Regions from separate parts of the Mus musculus genome. Here region 2 is linked to region 1. Evidence: chromatin contacts called from public HiCAR-type data. All regions are on one chromosome and are shown on one strand. The core of a region is the stretch at or near the end of the contact, and the rest is flanking DNA. Distances in the headings are between cores, read along the strand shown.

Region 1 (7,774 bases), core at 3,029-5,528:
GAGAGATGGCTCAGTGGTTAAGAGCACTGACTGCTCTTCCAAAGGTGCTGAGTTCAATTCCCGGCAACCACATAGTGGCTCACAACCATCTATTGTATGACCTGATGCCCTCTTCTGGTGTGTCTGAAGACAGCTACAATGTATTCATATAAACAAATCTTAAAAAAAAAATGGCTGAATGGGCCATCTTAGCAGGATCTTGGAAGACAGTAGCTAGATACCTTACAAGCTTTGGACACTGGAAACTTCTAAACTGGGTTGTGTGTTTCATCTTTTACATTTTAAAAACAGGGTCTTACTGTGTAGTCAAAGCTGGTCTGTGACTCACAATGGAATCGAAGGCATGGACTTCACATCTTACTCTGCTCCTGTGTTCTCTGAAATGACCCAACATTTTTTTTTTAACATTCTGTTTTGGAACTATTGGATGCTGTAGGCTCACCTATCATAGTTCTCCCTATAGCTCTAGAATTAATCAGTTTTTCATTGAGCATTGACTCCCGTGGCTCAAGATTGGTATTGGAAAGACAAGGAAACAGACATCGGTGTGATGCTCAAAAGACTCTAGCTCTGTTTTTGGATGATATCCTTTCCAAGGACAAGACTGGCTTTGAAATAGAAGTAAAGCAAAGAGATTTTTTTCTCTCTCCCTCTATTGCCAAATGCTCTTAAGATAATTTAAGGACAAGTTTCTTCCTGAACAGTAAGCAGAGAATTAATAAAATGTTTGGTTAGATGTTCAAAGGGAATATTACTTATTATTTGAACAATTTAGAAAGATCAGTGGGAAAACTTTTGTTAATGTATTAGTCTTCCCAAAAGAAATCTTTGCAAATTCAAACCACATTTGAATCTTCAGAATTACTACAATCTTTACCGTCATCCATTCTCCTAACTTCTGAATGGAATAAAGAATAAAGTAAAGATGGGGAAAAAAATCTCTGTCATGTGGTTTCCATTTGTAAATTATTTATTAGATCTGCCAATATTTTAAACATTGAAATAATAAATGGACTTGCCACTTATTGTGTACTATTCACTCGCCTAATTACTTTACACATTCATTCTTACATTTTTGAAGGCATTATAAGAAATGGGCCTGGATATGCAACATATTTATAATTCAATAAGCCAAACCCGTGTGCAGAAATGACAGCAAAAGCAATAGCAAAGCCTTCACTTCTGCCCCATCCCAACTAGTTAAAAGCAAAAGGCACATGCCAGATATACTCCTGTTGGGTTTGAGAAGGATGTTCATTTAAGGAAGAGTATATAGTAGAGGAGTGTTTAGACCAAAATACAATTGTAGTGTAAAGCTTAGAAGTGTTTCCATCTGAAGAGAGGCTGGAATTCTGAAGTTAGAGAGCTTTCCCACATCACCTCATTGCCTAGTGACAGGATGAGACTGGAACTTTGAGATCCCAGGTTCCTGTCTACTGTGCTTCTTCAAGTTTTCTGAGGCAATCCTTAAGGTCAGTAGCATATAGAGATGAAGTGGAAATATTACAAGACAGCAAATGCCAACAAAGGAAACCTAAATCCTGAAGACCCAGTAGACAGATTGATGGGACCTTCTCCAGGCTGTGCCAAGCCAACACTGTTTCTAACAAGGATGGGCAACACTGCGAGTCAGGGTGAAGGGAATGGTTTCCTTTCTACCTATGCCCTTTATCTCATCTGCTTCCCTTTCCTCTTCCCCCTCCTGTTCTTCCTTTTCTTGCTTTTGTTCTTATTGGGACATAAGGACATAGTTGGGAAGAACAAACTAAAATTACAAGATTGGTAAGAAATTTTCATCAATTCCTCCCCTTTCTGACCTGTGTGTGTGTGTGTGTGTGTGTGTGTGTGTGTAACAGTGCATTCTTGCTCACATACCTCTTGGATCAATAAAATAATGGTCATTTATTTTAAAAGGACTTTAAATATGGCAGTAAATATTGAGGCCCTGGGTGATTGATAGGGCCTAAATACAGTGTTGTGATAAAGAAATCATGATCCTTTAAAATGATAACCCTGATTACAGCTATGTTAGGATGGTGGTTTTAGAAAATAAACACATGTGAACCTCACTTGATGTCAAACAGGCTAGAAGTCTGATCACTGTAATTAAAGATTCACCCCTTTGTCCACTCAACAAACACAGTAGCCTATGCATTTCGGATGCATTGGCTGTCAGGGGTGCTTGCCTTCCTGTGCTAAGTCATTTCTTGGTTTCAGAAGGAAGAATGTTAATACTGTTGTCTATAAGAAGTAATTCAATCTGATTGAATTGACCTACTAATAGATACTAATGCATTTGTTCAACATAAGGATTGATTAAGTCCACTTACAGATCAGGGTTTGAGTCAGTGGGGCATGTAGCTCAGTGGCATCGTTTGACACATCAGGTCTGAGTTTCAATCCCCAGCAGCAGGGAGGGGGTGGTGAGATGAGGGTTTGACTTTAAAAGCACTAATTAGCAGCAGGATTTCCCTCAGTACCTGATCAATTCACGAAGAGAATTCTGAAGTGGTGAAGTGGGTCACTCCACCCAACAAATCATATAAATTGCGACCTGAAGTTCCCTGGTTATGAGAGGAAAGGTCTTCCTATAACTGAGTGCTGAGGTACAAACCACGCCACTGATCTGTATGTCACTGCAGTTATACAGTTGGATCCTAACATGTTTACCTCCTTAACCACAGCACTCGCATGATAAGCCAGGCTCATTTCTAAGTCTCCATCTGTCATATGACTCTTAGACTTAACCCCTGATGGGACAAGGAAGGGGTTGGGATCTAATGTCGCAGTTAGGTTCCGTGGACTCTTTTCTGGAGACTTGTACATAGGACTTGGGAGTTCCTGTATACTGCCCAAGGATGCTATGACCCATGGGATAAAGTTATACTTGCTCTTTCTTTCATTCTTGAGAATATGCTCAAAGTAGATCTTTTCCTGGCAGTCAGGGTCACACATTTCTTGGCTAGTTGCTAGGTTTATATATCTACTGATACCAGCAAGGCATAAAAACATAATGATTCAAGCATAGATTTTACAAGAGAAATTAAAGTTAGAATATGCCAGTTTAGAGCACATTTGAGAAGGCTATGAATGTGGTCCCACTTATGAGAGCAGAGGAACCAAGAACGCATTCTGCAGCTATAATCTGGATAGATAATCAACTCACCTTCTCTTTAGGGCAATCAGTAAGTGTTGCCTAATTTTACTGGTGAATGATTTGGAAAAAAAAACCAATGGGATTACTAATCTCCTTTCCCCATTCTAATAGTGGGACAATTATTAAGAAATTACTATGTCAGAACCATAGCTCTGCACTGAGGACACAAATATACTTCTCAAGTGAATAATGTCAGCTGAGGACACATAAAGATTAATTGCACCCCACCCCCATTTGTGTGTTGAAATCATAATCTTCAGTGTGATCTGATTAGGAGATGGAGCCTTTGGGAGGTAATTAGGTCATGAGGGTTAAGCACTCACTAATGAGATTAGTGTCTTTATAAAAGGAAGCCCAGAGAAGACTCTAGTTATCTGTCTTCTATACGAGGATAAATGAAAAGTCTTTATTCTGCAACCACTCTGAGAACCCAACCATGTTGTCATCCTGATCTCAGATATTTGGATTCCAGAGCTATGAGAAATAGATTTCTGTTGTTTGGGAACTTCCTAGCCCATGGGATGTATTATTACAGCTCTGCATGACCGGAGACCAATAGGGGATCTATGCTATGAGGCACAGTGTGTGGAAGCACAGAGAAAGAGATGCCAAATACTGTTTGAGGAAAGTTTGAGGAGACTTCATAGAAATGGTATTTGTGATGTGCTTAAAGTGACTGTGTCTACAGAATATTTGTGAACACCTCATTCCGGACCCTGTCAGCTGCACTTGGTTATGATACATCTGGTTGTGTTTGACTCATGACACTTTCCTTGAAACCTGGATTCTACATATGGTTCCCTTGACATTTGCAAAGGAAACGTCTTGAGACTTTCCAGAATCCCTAAGTTCACAAGGACTAAGTTGCAGAGGCTAAATATCAGGCCTGCTTACTCACTGGCTGAGTAACACACAAGCCACATAGCAGCACACACTTCTGTGCTCACTCTCACAGGTAGAAAGTAAAAAAAAAAAATGTCACTTTAACAAGTCCTTTCCTAGATACGTAACAGCACCTTGTCAGTGGTCTAGGAAGATAGTGATTATCTGTAGCAGGCGAGAGAGTCACGGTCTCCCAGGAATATGAGTAAGGCCTCGTGGAAGATCTTACTGAACACTTGGCTACTTGGAAGACAACTTAGAAGATTTGAAGACTCATGTCTATTTTCACAAGATATGACGTAATGAGTGACCACAGGTCTTAGTGATTTCCTGCAGCTGGTAAGAATTAATCAGCATGTATCATATGCTATTGCCGATCGATCGAGTGCTAAGGAAATCACAAGTGCATGTATGCTTCCTTTCTCCCAAGCCTTTGCGGATTGATTAGGCATTAAGCTTTCTCCATGTCCGACACGTTCTTCCGCACTGTTACAGGACGGTGTGGCTATGACAGGAATTACCCATATCAGGGCCGGATATGTTGCTGGAAATTGATTATACCAGGAAAGCAGATTTGCATAGTTTAAATAGAAGCAAAGGAACTGGAAGTAAGATGCAACACTCTAATCTGTGGCTGAATCACACCTCAGAACTCAGCCTCCCAATTTCCTTCCTCATATTGCAAATGTCTGCCAGTGAGTCACCTTTTCTAAAGCCTTATTCCCTTGTATTTTTTTCTTATCTTGCTATTTTCTCCAACACTAACATCTTTTAATTTTCTAGCGGGTTCTTATTGATTATAAAAATTATCAAAATAAAGTAGGAGATCCAGATTTGCAGAAATAAATATTATCTAATCCAAGTTGTTCAACAAAGGCATATTTTATAATCTAATAACTGATGCCAGTGAGAACATTATCTACATAATTTAATTCAACATTTTTAAGAGTTTAATTTTTGCCTGGAACTTGGTTAAGTGTTGGAGATAGCAAAATAAATAAGATACAATTTTTTTCCTAAGGATTAAAACTTTAATGGGTAAAGCTGAGACTTTAAAAGAAAATGCTACCACAAGATGATATTATGATAATAATATGTACATCTTACTGTGAAGGAATTATAGTCCAGCAGTTTGTCTGCTCTGTCTAGGGATCACATCCAAAGACCGTCTGGGTCTATGTGATCAGGCAGGAATCCTGACATGCCTTGATTACAGTATGATCTGGTTAGAATACAGACACACCCTTAGTTCACACCTTTAATCTCAAACAATGAGGGTAAAGTTAGTTTGTAGAAGGAATCAGCCATGTTTGAAAATGACATTTCAATGAGATGCAAAGTGACAAATCAGAGAAAGATTTGACAGACTGTGTCAGAGAAAGGATATGCCCAACTCTCATGAGAGCAGACAAGAAAGAAAGACTACTTAAGAGATAGATAGATAGATAGATAGATAGATAGACGGAGGCAGTTTTATAAAGACAGTTTACAGAGAGAACAAGCGAGACACAGGTGAAGACAGAGAAAGCCAGAGAATAAGAATGAGCCAGAAGATTAGCATAGATTGCTAGAGTTAGTTTGGAGCCAAGAAGAGCAATTCAGTCAGAAGCCAAGAGAAGCCAATTTGAGTCAGATTAAAAAAAAGAGTTTGGACCAGAACAGCTGAGTTGAACCATCCAACCAGAGTTCAGAAAGAGCTAGATAAGGTGAGTTTATTCAGCAGTAAGCCTCTGAGATGACATTTACATCTGATAAATAAAAGTTACTTTTACAAAATGTTTGAAAAAAAAGTTGACATCTGAGCTCACAGGTTAATATTGAATATTATTGAATATGAACTATTTGAGAGAAAATAGAGAGGTAAGAAGGGAAGAGGGATTTCAAACTCAGAGAACCCAGTATATGAATAAAAGTACAAAAGCACGGATGAGCGGAGCGTGTGAGAACTGTAGGCAGGGACATGTTGCCAGATGTTAGAAGTTTGAGATGGTAAAAAGCTGGGCAGCCAGTCAGTAGCATGTGCAAGATAAAGGACTGCTACATCTGCAAGGGGGTAGTAGGATAGTGGCCTGAAAACATCCTGCTCACATAATATTTGCATTTCTGAATTGTCACACTCTGTGAAAACTCAAGTTACTAGGGTAGATCTTGCTGGCTTTAGCTGCTTGGAAATGGGGGTGGGGGTGGGGTGGATTATTGCACAACAACTTACAGTGAGAAGATGAAAGACAAAATCTTTTTTTGTTGTTGTTTTCAATTCTTTTGGTTTTTTTTTTCCTCTTCCATCTTCCTAAGTGCATTTTGTTTTTAAAAAAATACATTTGTGTGACTATTTTGAGAATTTAATACAATGCATGGTGATCATACTTACCCCTTACTCTTCCCCTACCTCCTCACAGATTTCCTCCTGCCTTCTCACCCTGTTCTACCCCAAGGTTTAGTCTTATTTGGGAGTTTTTCTTCTATTTTTCATCTGTGCACACATATTTGTATCTCACATGCACACACATGACATATATGCACATATTTGTATCTCACATGCATACATATGACATATGTGCACATATTTGTATCTCACATGCACACACATGACATATGTGCACATATTTGTATCTCACATGCACACACATGACATATGTGCTCAAGAGTGTCTCTGAGTATGCAGAGTGTCTGATGCTCATTCGGGGTGGCATCCTGAATGCCAGGCTGAATTAATACCAGACAAAGGCAGATTGTCTATAATTTCACCAAAAACATTTTGTGAATGAGCAGGAGACTCTGAATAAATGTCTTTTTTAAAAGTTTTTTTTTTCTCATTTTCTAAGATAAGACACAGCTATTGACACAAAGGCATCATCTCTCAGTAAACTGTAGCTATCTGCACATAAGATCATCTTGAGCAATAATAAGTCAAGAAAAGGAAAGGGTCTCCCAAGGCCCTGTCAGTTATCTCTAAGTTACATGCTGCTGAGAAGTACTCAGTACCACTTACTTGCTTCTAGAAGAGGGAAATCACTGTTATTAGTTACATAGAAGTACTCAGTACCGCTTACTTGCTTCTAGAAGAGGGAAATCACTGTTATTAGTTACATAGCCACTGTTGCGCCTACCAGGCTTCAGTGGATAGTTCCAAACTCATGGACACATGGAAAGCCCTGGTTAATCTCAGTGGGTCACAAAACAAAATTAATAAACATGAACATGATAGAAATTTGTGGAGGAGAAAGCAGGGCACATGGATGATAGGGAAGTGGGTGATAAGAGCAGTCAGTATGTATTCTACATGTGTGAGATTGTATAAAACAAATTAATAAGACACAAAAATTTTAAGAAAGGATTATAGCCAGGCTTGGTGATATATACTTCCAGCAAGCAGTAGGGCAGTAGAGGTAGACAGATCTCTGAGTTCCAGGCTAGCCAGGGCTGTATAGCTCCGAGTGTCAAGTAGTGCAAGGAGCTTCCAGTCTCCTGTGTGAGTCCCTGAGAAGAGTTGCTCCCACTTCTTATTGCACGGAGTTTACCAAATCCTCCCACAAAGATATCACAGACTCTCTAGCTCATGCTTAAAGCAGTGCCCTCGGCATCTTCAGTGGAGCTCTCTGTTGGAGGAAAAGCCGGATGGCCATTCATCTCAACAGGCAGGTAAGAACAGCTGTGAGCTGCCATAGGTTCTGTGTGCACGGATTTATACAGTTCCAGAGTGGCCAGAGATTGATTTAGTTGTTTCCCTATCCA
Region 2 (7,774 bases), core at 1,677-4,176, 300 kb before region 1:
TCAATATCATGCTGTATTATAGTTTTGGGGAAAAATCATAAAGGGTTTTATTTCTTAATGCTCAATAACATTTAATTGTTATCATACACAATATAAAGCTAAGTCTATATCCATGTTAACACCTACAAAAATAATTTTCTTAGGTAGATTTTGGCAGATATTTCTGCTCTTTTTTGTTTTCATTTTAAAGGATACTTATATACAACCTGAACCAGCACTTGCCCATAGGTATAGGATATATGGTAAAAATCTTCTGCTTGCTTAAAATAATGGCTTTAAATGAAGTTCTTATCTCCCATAGGGGAAAAATTATCTGTTGATTAACTATGATTTTCATTCCAGTGTGCTTTGGAGTTCATTGGTACAATATATCTATTTTAAAGACGTGGAACTCTGAAAAGAATTCATATTCTATACATATTCACATTGTGTGTGTGTGTGCGTGTGTGTGTGTGTGTGTGTGTGTGTGTGTTAAATCCTGTTGATCTATGTTGTAATCAAACTCTGAATATTTTTGCTGAGTTTTAGCTTGGAAGGCCTGTCAAAGGATGTAAGTGAGATATTAACATTTTCTACTTTTATCCCTTTTGGTGTTTATTTTTAAGAAATGAATTAGGAACATAACTTAGTACGTAATATTTATAATTTTTATGTCTTGTTGGTGAGTTGTTCCCTTATTAAAATGTTGCAATCTTGCTGTGGCCGGGAAATCAGGCAAGCTAACTGCAGATCTTCTCGTCCCGCTCCTTTTCTCCAAATCCAGGCCTACGGTTTCATCCCTAGCTCAGTAGCAGACTACCAGACTATCCTTTCCTCACTCTCTGCCACTGTATCACAGTGACTAAAAAGATCCCTTGCTTTCTTCTTTTCTGTGGACCCCCAGTCTTCCTCTCCAAGCCCATCTCATTCCTCAGCATCAGCTTCCAATACCTAAGAACACTTTGTACCAAGAACCCTGGGATACTATGAAAAGATCAATTCTAAGAATAATAGAAATATAGAAATGAGAAGTCAAAGGTACATAAAATGTTTTCAAAAGATCATAGGAAGAAAACTAGAGGAGAAGATGCTCTCGTTGAACTCTGAATATTTCTGCTGAGGTTTAGTGTGGAAAGCCTACCAATGGATGAATGCACAAGGACAAGAAGCATGAAGAACAGAAAGACTGGGCCAGAAAAGAAATGACCCTCAGCATATAATAACTAAAACACTAAATGGATAGAACAAAGGGATACTGTTAGAACCTGCAAGGGAAAAGACAAAGTAACACAGACAGATCTTTTATAATAGGACTTGCTTCTTGATGGTACTCTAAAAGCACAAAGGGAACAGACAGATATTCTATGGACTCTTAAGAGACCCTAGATGCCACACAAAACTACTACACCCAGTGTACTGAATAGTTATATGTCAACTTGACACAAGTTAAAGTGATCTGAGAGGAGAGTACCCCAGTTAAGAAAATGCTTCTGAAATAACGTGCAATCATGAAGAGCTGAGTTCTAATCCCAACACTTGCATAAAATCTAAGAGTAGCTACATACACCTGCAACTCTAGGCCAAGTCAGGTAGGACAATGGGACCTGCTGGCCACCACCTTAGCACCAGGTCCATTGAGAGACCTCATTTCAAGGGAATGAGGATGGACTGAAAATGCTAGACGGGGACACCCTACGATATCCTCCTCTGGCCTTTGTAATATCAGATCCCCTTCCCAAGGCTCAGGAAAAATGACAGAGAGGGTACAAGCAGATTTTAAGACACAGAGGTCTGGAAGGACTGAGGTAAAACAGTATCTTCTGCATATAACCAAACTTGCTCTCATGACCTCACAGCACCTGTGGATGCCTGCAAGAGATTCACTAAGGATCAAGCCAGTCAACATTCTAGTATGGATTTGGAAAAGGTTTGTGAATCACTCCTAAATTAGAAGCTAAGGATGACAGCTTTTGGAGGAGGGAAAGTCAATTTTCTTTAAGGATATGGCTCCTGATAGGTTGACCATTTTCCAGTGGTTGGCCCCATATCCATAAATTCATGAACAACACAAATTGGTGATAGGGAATTATTAAATTAGAAAAAAAGAAAAAAGGGAACTTGAATTTGAGTGAAGAAGGGGCATTGAGTGTAGATCTCAGAGAAGTTAAAAGAAAGGATTTGTGGTGAACATGGTCAAAGCCTACTGGACAATAGTCTCAGAGAATCAATAAAAATAGTTTAAAAAGAAAAATAGGGCAAAAAGAAAAGAGGAGCAAAATATGCGAAATCGGGATGTATGAATCTGAAATTAGTAGGAAATCTAAAACAAAGAAAAATCAATGCATATAAATTAGAGAGGAGCAAAGTATAATAATAAAATAGATGAAGAGGGGAAGCTTCACTTCGACTGCTATCTGGTACCTATTCACTTCCCAAGAGACCCTGAGTAGGAAGAAAAGTATCCTCACATAGTCAGGAATGACAATACTCTAAACTTCAGCATGTTGACGAAGGTTCACTCATTTCCCACATTTGATATGACAGAATGGAACACAAAGCCTTAAAAAATGTAGAGATACAAACAGGAAGAGATATAAAGAAGTGAGTGATTGCTCATATAGGAGTTATGAAACTTTGACCGAACAGACATGGAAATATTTCCAAGACACATTTTTGCAGTGATTCAAATGTCAGGGTCATATGATGTAAGCTTTGGAAACAGTACACTGATTTATTTGGGGAAAAGAATCAGAAATGCAAGCTGTAATTTATAATAGCATTCTTAATGGAAGCCAAAAATAAATACCATTTACATATTATATTGGGAATAAAGTATCTGCTGCAGACAACAGCTTTTTGTGTTCAAAAAATACTGCAGTGTTAGAATGCACTACATAACCTAATGAACTCATTTGAAATCAGCACAAAGCAACACCCAAAACTCGGGGAAAAATGAATCATAGGGTGGCTGAAATAAGACAGCAGTGCAGATGCATTCTTGATCCTTTGACCACATAGATCTCTCAAAAAAAAAAAAAAAAACAGAGTCAGGGAGACAAACAGCAGCTTGCAAGACTGGCAGAATAAACAGCTACAGCCACTCCACTGATTTCTTCTCCAGGTGGCTCTCTTTGTTGTGTAGATTTATGTCCTCAGAATCAAAAGACGTGATGGGGACATGGAAGTAAGAGATTCTTTTGGAATGCATGGTAGTTTCCAGCAGCATTGTAATCTCTCCCTTAGTCAGAAATTATTTAAGGCTTCCACGTATTGGGCAAAAGAATAACAATTTCAAAATACTCTAGTGGGACTTTGATGGTCATATTACAAAGTGGGAAGCAGCAGCATACTTGAGAGCTGTCATTTTGATAAAGATACTGCAAATGGCGAAGAAAAAAGAAGTAGCAATGATTCATTTAAATGTTCTAATATTCCTGTATGTTAGTGACACAAAGTCAAGACAAGCCATATGAAAAACTTAGAAGAAGGGATGAGGGGTCCAAAACCAGATGAATTACCTCAAGTTTTTACAGTCTCAAAGAATGCATAGAACGCTGTTGACCATAAACAAAACTCCTCAAGGACTCTGTCTTCATTAGATTTTTACTGCTGTGAACAGACACCATGACAGGCAACTCTTATAAAGAACAACATTTCATTGGGGCTGGCTTACAGGTTCATAGATTCAGTCCATTATCATCAAGGTGGGAACATGGCAGCATCCAGGCAGGTATGGGGCAGGGAGAACTGAGAGTTCTACATCTTGTTCAGAAGATAGAAGACTGTCTTCTAGGCAGCTAGGAGGAGGGTCTCAAAGCCCACTCCCACAATGACAAACTTCCTCCAACAAAGCCACACCTACTCTAACAAGGCTATTCCTCCTAAAAATACTGCTCCCTGGTTCAAGCATATTCAAACCACCACAAAGACACTTTAGATTAAAGTTGAATATGAAGCTCAGCTGTACAATCTTTAATAATTGTGATAGCTTAAATATACTCATTGAATGCTCTAAGCTTCAATTTCCACATTAGGAAATGAGGATAATATGATCTTTCAGAGATTCAAGGATTTAATGTCACATTTTTTTCTGTGACAGTATAATTGTTTACATGGGTCTCATGTTTCTATCAACAGCTATGTCTTTAGATTCCCCCCACAAGCTAACATAACACAACCTTTATCACTTACCTGTCGTGTAGCCTTGAGCTCATTATTTACCTGCACTGTCAATTTTATCACTTATAAATATAAAATTTAAATAAGACACACCTCAAAGGGAGGAGTGTTGAAAGGATGCATGCATTCATATGAGTAACACATTGAAGGAAGAGAATATTTGGTAGGAATTAGAAAAACAGTAAATGTCAACTCAATTGTTAGCATTTTTCTCCTATGTTCTTCCATCTCCTTTATCTTCTTCATCTTCTTGTCACTGTGCTGATGACCATATTTCAGGCACTCTGTTAGGGAATATCTTGTTAGGGCATGGAAACCTTTTTGCTCGGTGTATCAATACCAAGTATACACACATTTACCAAATGCCAGTTCCCATGAACAGAATCCTTGGTTTGTAAAGGAAAAGAACTCAACCTGTGATGGTTTGTATATGCTCAGCCCAGGAATTGGCACTATGAGAAGGTGTGGCCCTGTTGGAGTAGGTGTGTCACTGTGGGTGTGGGCATTAAGACCCTCATTCTAGCTGCCTGGAAGCTAGTATCTACTAGCAGCCTTCAGATAAACATGTAAAAATGTCAGCTCCTCTTGCTTTATACCTATCTAGAAGCTGCCATGCTCCTGCCTTGATGATACTGGACTGTAACTCTGAGCCTGTAAGTCAGCCCCAATTAAATATCGTCCTTTATAAGACTTGACATGGTGATGCTGTCTGTTCATAGCAGTAAAACCCAAACAAAGTCACAACCCAAACTATCTTTAGTCAGAAGGAGATTCTTTTGGTAAGTCAAATGACCAGCCTAGTTACAAATCTGTGTGAACACACTCCGAGTTGATCAAGACATTTGTCTTCCCAAATTCCTACCCACACTTCATCTAGAGCATGGACTCCATCCTCTCTTTTGGCAAACAGCTTCCTCTGTGAGGCATAGATTAGCCACATGGAACTTTTAGATTTGTTGTTTATTTGTTTACTTGGCTTCTTTTGTTTCTTTTGTCTTCCGATGCCTTGCTACTCGGGGATGCAAAGATTAGTTTGCTGGTGGGTAAGAGATGTACGACAGTCTAGTGACTCTCACTCCAGTTGAGAGCTGGTGATGTAAATGATCCAAGAATAAGAAAATGAACCTGTTGGTCAAGCCAAGACTCAAGCATTGACCTTCAGTCTTATAAGCTAAATAAATATTATTTTATGCTATTTTATTATGATCATAAAAATTTAATAGTCTCATTTAGGCATTACTTAAGTCATACCTGTATGAGTGTTATGTCCTCATGGTTGATCACCCTATACTCTGCCAAGCTTGTATCATTGTTTTTCATAGACACTGGTTGAAATACCTGCCAAGTTGCTTGTGTTCTCCATCTGGTCCTTCTGCTCCATTTAAGAATATGATGCTAAATATTGAAACAAACACTCTGCCATAAGCAGGCTTGTGTGCTTAGTGACTTGGCAGGCTGCTACAAGCAATATGCCTGGAATGTCGAAGAATTCTTAGAAACTTGTCAGCTTGACCAAACATGGTCAAAATCAAACTTATAACAACCAGGAACTAACAAAATAAGACTGTGAATAATTCTTTAATAGTTACATAAACCATCACAGACCTTGAATAAGAGATTTTTTTAATTATAATAATTGAAATTCTTATTCTTTAACATCTTATTGGCCATTTTGTTTCCAGATAGCATTGATATTGCAAAAATACACGTCACTTGTGCATATGCATGCATGTGTGTATACATGTGTATTGTGTGTGTCTGTGTGTGTGTGTGTGTGTGTGTGTGTGTGTGTGTGTGTGTGGTATATACATATATAAGGAGGGAGCATGCATTCACAGAGTCCAGAGTAGGATTCTGAGGGTCTGAATCCGCCACTCTCTTATTTCCCAGACTCAAGGTCTCTCCGGAATCTGGAGTTATCCTGGAGCAGCAAACAAGCAGGGACAATCTTATCTCCATCCCTCACAGAGCTGGGGTCACAAGCACGTAGCTGTGACTTTTAAGATGGATCCTGAGATCCAACCTCAGGTCCTCCTGCTTACCCAGCAAGAGCTCTTACCCATTAAGCCATGTCTACAACTCCCAAAATACCCTTAATCAGGAAGTTGTAAAAAATGATCATCATGCTTTTCCTGACTGGAGATTTTATATCCAAAGAAAACACATTTGAAACAAACTTACAGCTTCTTTTTTTATTTTCATTTTTTCAGTAAAAATCAAGGTAAAACTTCAGGGTTTGAAGCTAATGTTAGCATGGGGTAACAAAGATCTCAAGAGACTGTACCAGGAAAGTGCCCTTCACAGTCAGACTAGGAGTATGCTGCAGCCTTCCCCGCATAAAGGTGACATAAATAAAGGATAGAAATCTGGCAATCCAGCAACAACACATCTTTATCTTTCTGGCAGTTCTTCCAGATCTCCATTTTGGGGAGCCTGAACTGATTAGGATAATGTTGGAATCACTTAGCTGCTTATTTGGGGCTGGCTTTGCTAAAGCTAAAGCTGTCAGCCAAGGAAGTTTGAGGAAAGCGCAGTAATACTTGGCTGGCTCCAGAACTGGAGGTGGTGGTCCTGTAGAGGTAGAGACATTGTCTTTCATGCTGTGTTCCACAATGTTAACCAGAAAGGGATGTGGTGGTCCTGTAGAGGTAGAAACATTGTCTTTCATACATTCCACAATGTTAACATTCCTTCTCATCCCTTTCCTCCTTTGAGTCAGAAGACTGACCCAGCTCTAGCAAACTATAGATAAGCCTTCTGCCTTCTACTTTTCCCATATCATCTAATCATAAGCTTTGGCATTGTGGGTGGAAGGGTGCTTAGAAAAGTCCTCACACTAAGGTATCAATGGCAGAAATAGCCAAACTGAACACCCTTAATGCCTGCATTTGTTTTACCATTCTAAGTGAGAAGAATTGATTTTGGCACTTCAGATATCCATGAATCATAAGCACAATTCATATATTTTAAGAATTATCAATTCATACATTATGTTTTCTTCTGCATACACCTGCCATTCTAGTCGTGATGAAGGTGCCGTAGAGTATTAATTCATGGATTAACTTACACCATCTGTAAAGGGGCTGGTAAACCGTTATCTTTACGATCTCATCTCTTTGGTGTTCTTTTTTGTCCTCCATTTCTTCCAAACATGAGCCTTCATTCAAGATTTCATTCTCATCTTTTAATCTTGAAATTCAGTCTCACTTCTGGCCATGACAGCACCCCGACTCCCTAAGCTCTTGCTAGCTGTTTTAGCTGACTCCCTAGATGACACCCCTGATCAGATAGATTTATCTGTTTCCTGAGTCTTAGTTACCACCGGAACATTTTCCTTATGCTTACCTAGAATATTACATAAATATATTGTCTTTAGATGTGAATCATTTTTTAACTTTCTAAATAGCTTGTTTTACCTCCTGTCTTTTCCAAATAGCTCATATTTTACCCCTTTAAATCTCTAGTAGCTGAAATTAGAGCGCTGTGGTGTCTAACTGCTCATTTTATATTTCTAGTTAACATTTGTAATTTTAAAAAATCTTTATTTCTAAACTACACATAAAATTCAGTCCACAAGCAGTTACCCATATTTAAAATTTTAGCCCAAAAAAGCTAA

The links. HiCAR-type assays count read pairs that join an accessible place to other places.
Region 2: a HiCAR-type map of fibro-adipogenic progenitors shows a contact between it and region 1, with 2.1 times the contacts expected there. The contact joins two enhancer-like sites. A contact is called at or near these places in 3 of 484 Hi-C or Micro-C datasets (adipose-derived mesenchymal stem cells, cerebellar granule neurons and macrophages) and 1 of 115 datasets of contacts at active chromatin or transcription factors (fibro-adipogenic progenitors).

Annotation. Positions count from the first base shown.
Region 1 is chr14:105,748,830-105,756,603 of GRCm38.p6, reverse strand. No RefSeq gene overlaps it. Among named protein-coding and RNA genes, the nearest start is that of Gm35967, 24 kb to the right of the region's middle. Within about 2 kb of position 4,278, at least 10 of the 459 cell types and tissues checked have an H3K27ac peak or open chromatin away from gene starts, as enhancers often do. A contact at or near this core is called in fibro-adipogenic progenitors, where this site is marked.
Region 2 is chr14:106,048,228-106,056,001 of GRCm38.p6, reverse strand. No RefSeq gene overlaps it. Among named protein-coding and RNA genes, the nearest start is that of Trim52, 54 kb to the left of the region's middle. Within about 2 kb of position 2,926, at least 31 of the 459 cell types and tissues checked have an H3K27ac peak or open chromatin away from gene starts, as enhancers often do. A contact at or near this core is called in fibro-adipogenic progenitors, where this site is marked.